2 separate regions of the Drosophila melanogaster genome follow, and region 2 is linked to region 1. Evidence: chromatin contacts called from public Hi-C data. All regions are on one chromosome and are shown on one strand. The core of a region is the stretch at or near the end of the contact, and the rest is flanking DNA. Distances in the headings are between cores, read along the strand shown.

Region 1 (5,130 bases), core at 1,486-3,985:
CTCCTGCGGCTTGACATTGAGAAAGTTGCAGGCGGCATAGAAGATCTCCGGATGCGGTTTCTCCCATGGCAGATCCGATGAGACCAGCACGCAGTCAAAGTAGCCGCGCACATTCAGCTCAGCCACCTTCTCCCACTGAGCGTTCGACGGTCCGTTGGTGATGAGGGCCAGGGCATAGCCTGCCTGGCGCATCCGCAGCAGCAGCTGGACATAGTCCGCCGGAACGGCTAGGTAGCGATACCGCAACTTCAGCCACTTGGGATAGATCTGTTCCGCCAGGTGCTTGTGGCGCGCTGGAAGGGATTCGCGCCACAGGTGAGTGCGCCACGAGTCCAGCGATGTTTGCGAGTTATCGGGACAGCGGCGGAAGGCCTTTAGAAAGTTTTGGGTGGCCTGTGTTGCGTCATCTTTGCTGAACTGGTATTGGGTCTCCAGAAAATCAGCGAGCTAAGAACGAAATTGGAAAAGGGTTGGCAATTCGCATTATTATTGCGTTACATAAATTCAAAAATATACAAAATTGCGTAGATGTGATAGTGCCGTAAAAACCTCAACCGCGATAAAACTATAAATACGCTATGACGAATTAAAGACGAGATAAGTTAAGAACTTTCACGCAATAAGAAGTGAACAACCTGAAAGTAGAGTTAATATTAATAAAAGCGATTAGAAGCCTCAATACGTGCATAATCTTTTGCGAAACGCGGTAGAACGTAAATCAAAACTATTACGTCCATAAAGTTCTCAATTAAGCGTCAGATTGACCAATCCAATCATTCGATCGAATCCGAAGCCAATTGATTAATTCCAAAATTGTTATAGCATCGCCGTACTATCAGGGGATTGAACATCAAACTGCAATTGCCGCCGGTACACTTGCAGCATGAGTAATATATGAGAATATACTATATTTTATGATCGCAATGATAGCTTGGAAATTTCCACTCGCTATCTATTTTCCGGCCCAACCATCCGCATCTATTGAATCGTACTCAAATCAGGAAGCTAAGCTCACAAAAGTCATTTTGAATGCTAGGAATTTAAGTTGAAATCATTGCGATTAGTCACAAAAACTGTCATGAGTTCCGAAATATAAATGGGCGTGGCTTCGCTCGCTAAGAATTGAAAGCAACTGAATAAAGAAACCGTCTTATTTGGGGTCTTCAAACATTGAGCGTATTGAAACATGAACGTGATAATGAAGTTAACTATCTAAATTGGCGCAGCTTAAAAGATAACGATATAATCTGGAATGCAAGAGTGAGTAAATGTACGTGACATTGAACACATTTTCAAGAATACCTATTTATACCTTTCTCTCTTGAAGGGAAAATTCTAAAAACTTTAACCTTTTAAGATCGCAAATAGACTCATTTATTGTAATAAATAAAGTCAATGGCCTCTGAACGTTCAAACAAGTACATATTGCGAAGTGCTACCTATTATCATCAATTAACCTTTAGCTTCTTTGTGTGCCATTCACTTTATAAGAAGGTTATATTTCAAAAGAAACCATTGACGCGGGTTTCCAAAGTTTGTTGGTATGACGTTTCGTTCAACTTTTGTTAAGTGCAAGTTCCTCGATTTCCGACCTTTTTGCAATCGTTTGCAATCGATAATGCGCACCACGATAAGATCCTGTAAAGTGCCTTTTAACATTTCGAAAACCGAAGATTCCGAATTTCCAACGTAATGCCGATTATTTAGTGGGTTTTAGCCTTCTAAAGTGCATGTACCCGTGGTTATATTTAAGTTAAGACCTTGTCGAGTGCACTCTGAGTTTTTCTTTTTTGTTTTTTTTTTTTTTGTGGCTGGGGGATGTGAAGGGAAGGGAAAGGAAATCAATCGGAACGCAAATAAACAATCGAAATTTCGGGCGCGTGCTATCTGCCGAGCGTCCGGGTTTTTTCGACTACGTAACAACGGGCGGGCTGCAGTGGAAAATTTTCTAGCTGGGTCGCCCGCCTGCTGCGCACTTTCACCTCCCCCGCCCCGCCCCCCCACAAACACTACATGGAAAAGAAACGGAAGAAACGCCAACGGATTGGTGATTGGCAGAGGGGGCAGTGAGGCTGTCTGCCTTGGCTTGGTTAACAAAGCTCACCTTTCTGATCGCCTTGGAATCGCCGGCTCTGGTGGGAATCAACGTGTTGTCCAGGTCAAAGTAAAAGGCCCTGATTTTCGCACATGTCGCATCGAAATGTGAATGTGTGGCTGTCAATTGCTTGCCGCAATGGAATTTGCTAGCTGCCATGAGAGTCGTCGAGCGGAGGGGGGGATGGAGGGTCAGCGAGGGGTCACTGTCAGGAGTGGAGGGGTGGTAGCCGGTTGCTTGGTTAGATGGATGGATGCAAACGTAGAGATCCAAGAACAACTTTGGTGCAATTCAATCCGCCAGCGGATTTGCGCTTTGAAATTGGCGCCAAACGAAACGAAACGAAATGTACGAGCTGCACGACTGCAGCAGCACTGCAGTATTTTTCTATTTTCCTCGAGCGGACTGGCAAAAGTTTCCGCTTCTCGCGCGGCGAAGTTAAAACGGCAACTGAATGACAGCGACAAAAAAAATAATGAAACGGAACGGGAGCGGTCGCAGTAATGTCGAGAGACGGGGTAGCGGGGCGGCGGAACAGGTGAGCGCGTGTGTATGAGTGCTTGTTGACTGAGTGAGAGCGGAGCAGCGAATGAAAAACCGAAAGAAAGTGCGAGGGCGCATGGGAAAACAGTGGTGGCCAAAAGTCTGCGTATGCGAACAGTGCTACCAGGCGGCGGCGCCAATTGATAAAAACTTGATAAGATATTGTTATTCCTTAAGATTTTATATTATTATTAAGATGTTCTTGAATAAGTTTATTTCAATAACTGGTTAGACATCCGTGTTGTGTTGTTCTGGACAACTACTGCGCAGCACATGTGCTTTTTACGGGCACATATTTTTTGGCGCCACTGTGCGAAGTGTGCCAAGTGCCGTTTGCGCGCCAGAGCGAACGAGAGCAGGCGACCTAGCGCAGAGTTGTCTCTATGCGCCGTTAAACGACCGTGAGTGGAAAAGAGAGCACGATAGAGGTCGCGGAGAGGTTCGCGTTTCTCTGCTACGACGCCTGCTCTCCACTCTGAATTTAGTATAAGTCGAGGCACGCTCATTTCCTAATTGTTGTGCCATTTATTTTTAACTTCTATTAATAAAACCAGGAAAAGCAATAACAACAGTTCTTTGTTTACCAAAAATATCAGTTGTTTTATACTTCCTGGTGCTTTCTAGCACTGGCTTGGCGGTAAATCGATAGTATTCGATAGTGATTGTTGAAAGTGGCAACGCTATAGTTTTTGTTTAACGAGGTGGCAAGTGATTAGCCCACGGATTTTTTGGCATCTTTCCGTGTTTATTTTCAATAGTTTTTGGAGTTTTTCAACATTATCCGCGATGAGCAACGCAGAGACAACTACGGATTTGCTTTCTACAGGTGAGTAAATATTTAAATCACATGAAAGGCGCCATAAAACGAGGTTTTCTTGCAGAAACCATTCTAAAAGCGGCGGACGAGGAAGTGGAGAAGGCTTCAGCGTCCAGCAGTAGTACGTTATTGGCCGAAAAGGATGTCCCGGAGGTCAAGGAGCGGCCCATAACGCCGGAAGACGAGCTCATCTCCATGGAAACTCTGCGACCCTCACCTGTCCAATGGCCAGAGCGTTGTAAGTGTAGAAAACGTGAGCACGAAGAAATTGGCGCCATTTTTAACGCATATCTTTATTTTCGATTGCTCCAGTTCCCGGAATGGACGAGTTCCTCTCCATGAGCGACACGCCGATGTACACGCGCAGCACCAACTACACCAGCAATCTGACCGATGATGATATGGTTAAGATTAATGGTAAGTAGCTGCAAAGTCAATGAGATTTAAGAATAGTATATTAAAGAATAGCATATCCATTACCTACTTTTCTATTCCAGAACTAGCCCAGCTCCCTCCCGAGGATCTGATCGATAAAATAAAGTCAATGCATGATGAAATTTACCAGCTGGGACTGCGTGAGGCAATGGAGATGACTCGTGGGAAACTGCTGGGCATCTTTGACCGGGATCGCGCTCCTAAGCGGCAGCCATGAGGCTGGATGATCCGATCCCTAAGAATGGGACTGTCGAGGATCTCGTTGAATTCGCATTAGGAACATAGGTGTAGTTTCATAGTGTACATAGTGCTATTTTTATAGTGAGTAATGCGTGTTGTGAATGATTTATCGCTATTTTACAAAGATAAATAGGCAGGCGTTTGAACAGTAACTAACGTTTATTTCCATTAAAGCATTTTGGGTCCTACACGTCGCTTGTATTACAGATACATTTGAGGAGTCGGAGGAGAGATGAAGTTGACGGATTGGAGGGAAAGGAATGCAGAAGGATCTGGAGTTTTTGGAGAAGGCACAGTAGATTTCGCTATGCAGGGACATTAACGCAACAAATAACTCTGTCTATGTGGGATTGGATGGATCGGTTGCGCTCTAGTGCGTCCTATTAATACTTAACTAAATGCTTTCGTTCGGATTTATGCAGTAGCCTTCCCCACGATCCATCCCAATTTGGGAAAGTGTGTTGGTGCTGATGGTGTGCTTACATGCTGTTTCCCGTGAATATATATCCAGTAACGTGCATCAATTCCCATTACTCCTGCCACTGCATTCCGAATCGCTGCTCAAAGGTGATCCGGTTAAAGACGCCCGCATCGGCCAGCTGCAAGGGATCGGTGTAGTACGCAAAACGCCGTATATCCAGCATGGCCAGGTCGAACATTTGCTTCCAGCTGGTCAAATCTGTAACGCTCATGTGGATCGGCAGCTGGGGATCCGGTATATCGATGGCCGCCTGCAGACGGTCAAACGCCTCGGCAATTGGTCCCACCGATAGATTAACCCAGTACTCCGCTGGAAAGCGCTTGTTCTCACAAAACGGCGCTCCCTTGCGCATGATGAAGACCAGCATGAGTATCTCATAGCGCTCGGAGCTCTCATAGAAGCGCTTGGTTCGGGTCTTCTCCACGAAATCGATGAGAAGGATCAGGGGAGTGTAGTTCTGGAGGTGCATCAACAGCTCCCGGTCGGTCCAAAGGTAACGGCCGCCTTTGACGGTCAGCA
Region 2 (5,130 bases), core at 1,507-4,006, 6.3 Mb before region 1:
TGGATCCAGTGCTTAACCCTAGAAAAGCCAGGTGCGACTTATTGTAATGTTATTGATTAATTCATAACAAAATCATTTAAAACACATTTAATTTATATGCAACATTTTATTATAATTTTTAACTTAAATACTGATTTTCTATGTATTTTTGAGGTTATACCCTTACATTAATTATGCTTTCTATATTTCTATATATTTATTGTTTTTGTTAATCATTATCGTAGTGGAAAATATGTAGAATAAAAATAACTATTTTTGATAAGGGTTAATTTAGAGCAGTACAGATTAGCTGCCAATCCAGTTTCATTTAGCTAACCCATTCAGTCCGATCGAATCGCTCGAGAAGAACACAACCAGCAACATGGCACTGTGGCCACTGCTACTGATCACCCTGACCATTTGGATCCTGGTGCGGAAATGGACACTGCTCCGATTGGGCAGCAGTCTGCCGGGTCCGTGGGCATTTCCACTACTTGGCAATGCTCAGATGGTTGGAAAACTGAGGCCGGAATGTGGGTGATCGATGCACTTGCTCCGCAAAATAGCGATCAGCAATCGCGTCTTTCATAAGATATCTTTCTCGTTTTCACAGAGCTGCGCGATCGCTTCGGTGCCACCTATCGCCTCCGGCTGGGACCACAGCTCTGGGTGTTCCTCCATTCGGCGGAGGAGACGCGCCAGGCGCTTCATGATCCAACGCTGCGCAAGGCGGACACCTTTATGCAGCTGGAGCCGCTCATCGGCAACGGTCTGCTGATTAGCCATGGTGCCCATTGGACGCGACAGCGTCGCCTCCTAACGCCCGCCTTTCAGCCTCAATTGCTGCGCAGCTTTGCTCCGGCGATTGGTGGGCATGTGGAGCGTTTGGTCGGGCGACTGGGGGCCACCAGGGGAGCGTTCCTGGAGGTCACCGAACCGCTGTTCGCCTGCCTCCTGGACGCGATTGTGGGTGAGATTAATTTGGAGTTAACGTAGTAGTAGTTAACCAAGTGGTAAGCAACTACACTGTTTTCCCACCCATTCCAGACACCTCAATGGGCGCCCAATTGGACACCCAGTCCGTGGATCATTCGCCCATCATCCAGGCATTCCATTTGAGCAGCAAGCTTCTCTTCAAGCGCATGATCAATCCGCTTCTCTCGTCCGACTGGATCTTTCAACGCACCCAACTCTGGCGTGATCTTGACGAGCAGCTCCAGGTGATTCACAGCCAAATGGAGTCGGTGATCGAGAAGCGGGCCAAGGAGTTGCTGGATATGGGGGAACCAGCGGGCAGAGCCCACAATCTCCTGGACACGCTCCTCTTGGCCAAATTCGAGGGTCAATCGCTGAGTCGACGGGAAATTCGCGATGAGATCAACACCTTTGTGTTTGCGGTGGGTTTTCCTGTAACAACGAACTATTCTTTTTTATATTCGATGCAATTCAGGGAGTGGATACCACCACGGCCGCCATGTCGTTTGTGCTATATGCTCTAGCGAAATTTCCCGAAACGCAAACGCGTCTGCGAAAGGAGCTGCAGGATGTGGCGTTGGATGAAACCACGGATCTGGACGCCCTCAATGGGCTGCCCTATTTGGAGGCGTTGATCAAGGAGGTGCTGCGACTGTATACCATTGTGCCCACCACTGGACGCCAGACTACGCAATCGACCGAGATTGGAGGACGGACCTACTGCGCCGGCGTAACGCTATGGATAAATATGTACGGATTGGCGCACGATAAGGAATACTATCCGGATCCGTATGCCTTCAAGCCGGAACGTTGGTTGCCGGAGGATGGCGCTGTCGCCCCACCCGCCTTCAGTTATATACCCTTCTCTGGAGGACCACATGTCTGCATCGGCAGGCGGTACTCCCTGCTCCTGATGAAGCTGCTCACCGCTCGTCTTGTTAGGGAATTCCAAATGGAACTGAGTCCGGAGCAGGCTCCGCTCAGGCTGGAGGCCCAAATGGTTCTGAAAGCCCAGCAGGGCATAAATGTGTCATTTTTAAAACAATAAAATAGGTGTTTTAAATTATCATTTCTGGTTTCAAAAAAATATATATTTATTTAGATATATTTAGATATTTAGATATATGTTATATATTCTACATCTAAATAGTTATCAAAATTCATTTTTACGGTATATAACTTATATTATGCTGTCGGAAATATGTACATGGTTTCTAAATATAACTAACTTAGAAAAGAGCGAAACCATTTTAATATTAAGCCATACCAAAATTATAAATATTTCATTTTGACGTCCTTACTTTGCGGTACGAATAAGTTTTCCTAATAATTTCGTTAAATATTAATTACTTATCGATGTTTTGGAAAAATCACAAACATCGACTTTTTTCAAGGAATCATCGATGTTTTTCCAAGCGCAAAGTAGGAGAAAAGTTTATAAATTGTAATTATAAATTAATTTTCCATATTTTCTAATTCAATTAAAAAAAGCATATCAAATTTAATGTGACTAGCGTCGTGGAAGACATGGATAAATATCTGAAAAGTAAGTTTTTAACTCCCGAAAATATATAAATATAAGAATCTATAAATTTAAATAAATCTCAATTTTTTTTGTTTATATTTAAAATATCGATGTTTTTCGCCAAAAACATAAAAAAAACATCGATCTTCGCCAACGTCGGGGAAATAGCTACAATCTAGCTACATCTGCCCAATTCCTGCCGCCCTGGTAGCTATCGATAGTCGCGTGAGCGGCACGCAGCGTTGCTGGCGCCGATAACATATGCTGCCGTTATCGTTTCGTTTTTGACAGCTGCACGAGCTGCGCGCTGCATGTGTATGTGTGTGTGCGAAAATATTAATTGATACGTTAACGCTGCGATGCAGTGCCGTGTGAAATACTTCAAAACTGTTCGTTTTTAAATTCTCAAAATTTAACACATGTGACATCATTAGTTTTTTGGTTTTTTTCGGCATAACGTTGCTCCGTTGCTTGAGCCTACAAAAAAAAGAAATAAAAAATTAACCGAAGCGAAGCGACGGAAGAGTACATCGAAGACAAACGAAAAACGCACACACCCATGCAAATGCCATAAGTTCGAGTGTATTTGTAGTTATTGTATTGCTGGAAAGAAAGCAGGCTAGCACACGCATACGGCGAAAAATACGCAAAGAATCTTCACTATTTGCCAAATTTTCAGTACGCAACGTTACATCTTTGTTACATCGCCGATTTGATTGTCAATTGCCGTAAAATCAGCGTTTGTGCGTGAGAACAACCTTGCCCGCCCACGGAAATATCCTCCGCAAAGCGCCACCCACTCTTCTTATTTTTTTGTTGTTTTTTTTTTTTGTTTGTTGTATTCCAATACGGCAAAATCGGAGAGCGAGCGGTCGAACAAGCAAGGTAAGCTTCATACATACATATTTAGATCCCAAATGTACATAGGCGGATGTACATATGTATGTACGCAAAATAAGTGCATGCCCCTGCGTGTGCGGAGCAAACGAAGAAGAAGACGCTGAAGCGGCGACGCATTTAAAGATGATTCCGCCGCTGCTGCTTCTTCTTCTTCCTACTCAGCCGCAACAAATTGCATAAAACAAAATATATAGACTTGTATATATCCATATGCAATTTGGTACATGCATCCAGTCATTTTACAATACATATACATATATATATATATATATTTATATATATGTATGTATGTACATGTGCGCCGATAGCGTGCGTATGTTTTACCATCTTGTGCGTACATCATTGTAATTGAACATTTGCTTACGACAGGACTTTCTATACAGTGGGCGAATTCGAAGCTAGAAAAGCAAAGAAGAAGCCGCATAGCGGCAGCAGTCGTCCAGTTAAAAGCAGCATCCAGTGAGTAGCGACAATCCTACAGAGAAATCCGATCCTCCGCGGAGGTGCCGCCAATTTTAGCACTATTCAAGTGCCGACTAAAATGGAAATTGAAACAGATCAGTCTATTGAAGCGATGGACACCCAGGACACCCAAGAGGTCGAGATCCTCACCAGTGACCTACAACAGACACAGCAGCAGCGAAATTCACCGCCTCAATTGCCGAAATTCAAGAATCTTATCCAGCCACAATTGCATGCCGTTGGTGCAGTGACCCAGTTGCCCAGCGAGAACGGCAATATGCCGCCACAACAACTATTGGCCGATAGCAGCTCCACTTCATTCGGCGATGGCGAGGCCATGGGCATTGACGATGAGTCCAAGGAGGATCAGTTCCGTTCGGAGACGACATTCTCCTTTACCGTCGAGAATGTGGTACAATTGAAATCGCAGAGACTATCGCCGCCAGTTTATGTCCGCATGCTGCCATGGCGGATCATGGTCATACCCAATGATCGAGCGCTCGGCTTCTTTCTGCAGTGCAACGGGGAGAATGATTCGCCCACCTGGTCGTGCAATGCCATTGCCGAGCTGCGTTTGAAGTGCCACAAGCCGGATGCACAGCCATTCACACGTGCCCGGATTAAGCATTTGTTCTACTCCAAGGAGAATGACTATGGCTACTCGAATTTTATCACCTGGCAGGAGCTGAAGGATTCCGAAAAGAGCTATGTGCACAATAATAGCATTACCCTGGAGGTTCACGTCGTTGCGGATGCACCGCATGGCGTTCTGTGGGACTCCAAGAAGCACACAGGCTATGTTGGCCTTAAAAATCAGGGCGCCACTTGCTATATGAACTCGCTGCTGCAGACATTGTACTTCACCAATTCGCTAAGACTGTCTGTGTATCGCATACCCACGGAGGCTGACGATAGTTCCAAATCCGTTGGATTATCGCTGCAGCGTGTGTTCCATGAATTGCAGTTTGGTGACCGTCCCGTTGGCACCAAAAAGTTAACCAAATCCTTTGGCTGGGAGACGCTCGATTCGTTTATGCAGCACGATGTCCAGGAGTTTCTGCGCGTGCTGCTCGACAAGCTCGAGTCGAAGATGAAGGGCACCATCCTGGAGGGCACCATACCGGGTCTGTTTGAGGGCAAAATGTCGTCGTACATTAAGTGCAAGAACGTCGATTACAATAGCACACGCTACGAGACGTTCTACGACATTCAGCTGAACATCAAGGATAAGAAGAACATCTACGAATCCTTTCAGGATTACGTAGCCCCCGAAACGCTGGAGGGTGACA

The links. Hi-C and Micro-C count contacts between places; a contact is called where the count stands out from the background.
Region 2: a contact with region 1 is called in a Hi-C map of the Kc167 cell line, with 8 times the contacts expected there. The contact joins the promoter of Usp7 here to the promoter of CG15771 in region 1. A contact is called at or near these places in 7 of 107 Hi-C or Micro-C datasets (the Kc167 cell line, embryo, eye imaginal disc and 1 more).

Annotation. Positions count from the first base shown.
Region 1 is chrX:5,753,179-5,758,308 of dm6, reverse strand. It overlaps CG15771, which reads right to left and starts at 2,735. Exons shown (of 3, transcript NM_001297980.1): 1 at 2,105-2,735; 2 at 1-447. The coding sequence starts at 2,254. lin-52 (lin-52,) reads left to right here and starts at 3,351. Exons shown (of 4, transcript NM_001297979.1): 1 at 3,351-3,464; 2 at 3,520-3,693; 3 at 3,768-3,872; 4 at 3,953-4,919. The coding sequence starts at 3,425. The coding sequence ends at 4,107. It overlaps CG15772, which reads right to left. Exons shown (of 2, transcript NM_001297978.1): 2 at 4,268-5,130. The coding sequence ends at 4,661. It also overlaps asRNA:CR45528.
Region 2 is chrX:12,026,658-12,031,787 of dm6, reverse strand. Usp7 (Ubiquitin-specific protease 7) reads left to right here and starts at 2,756. Exons shown (of 4, transcript NM_132551.3): 1 at 2,756-3,364; 2 at 3,749-5,130. The coding sequence starts at 3,921. It overlaps Cyp311a1 (Cytochrome P450 311a1), which reads left to right and starts at 323. Exons shown (of 4, transcript NM_132552.3): 1 at 323-512; 2 at 572-949; 3 at 1,027-1,376; 4 at 1,430-2,034. The coding sequence starts at 362. The coding sequence ends at 2,002.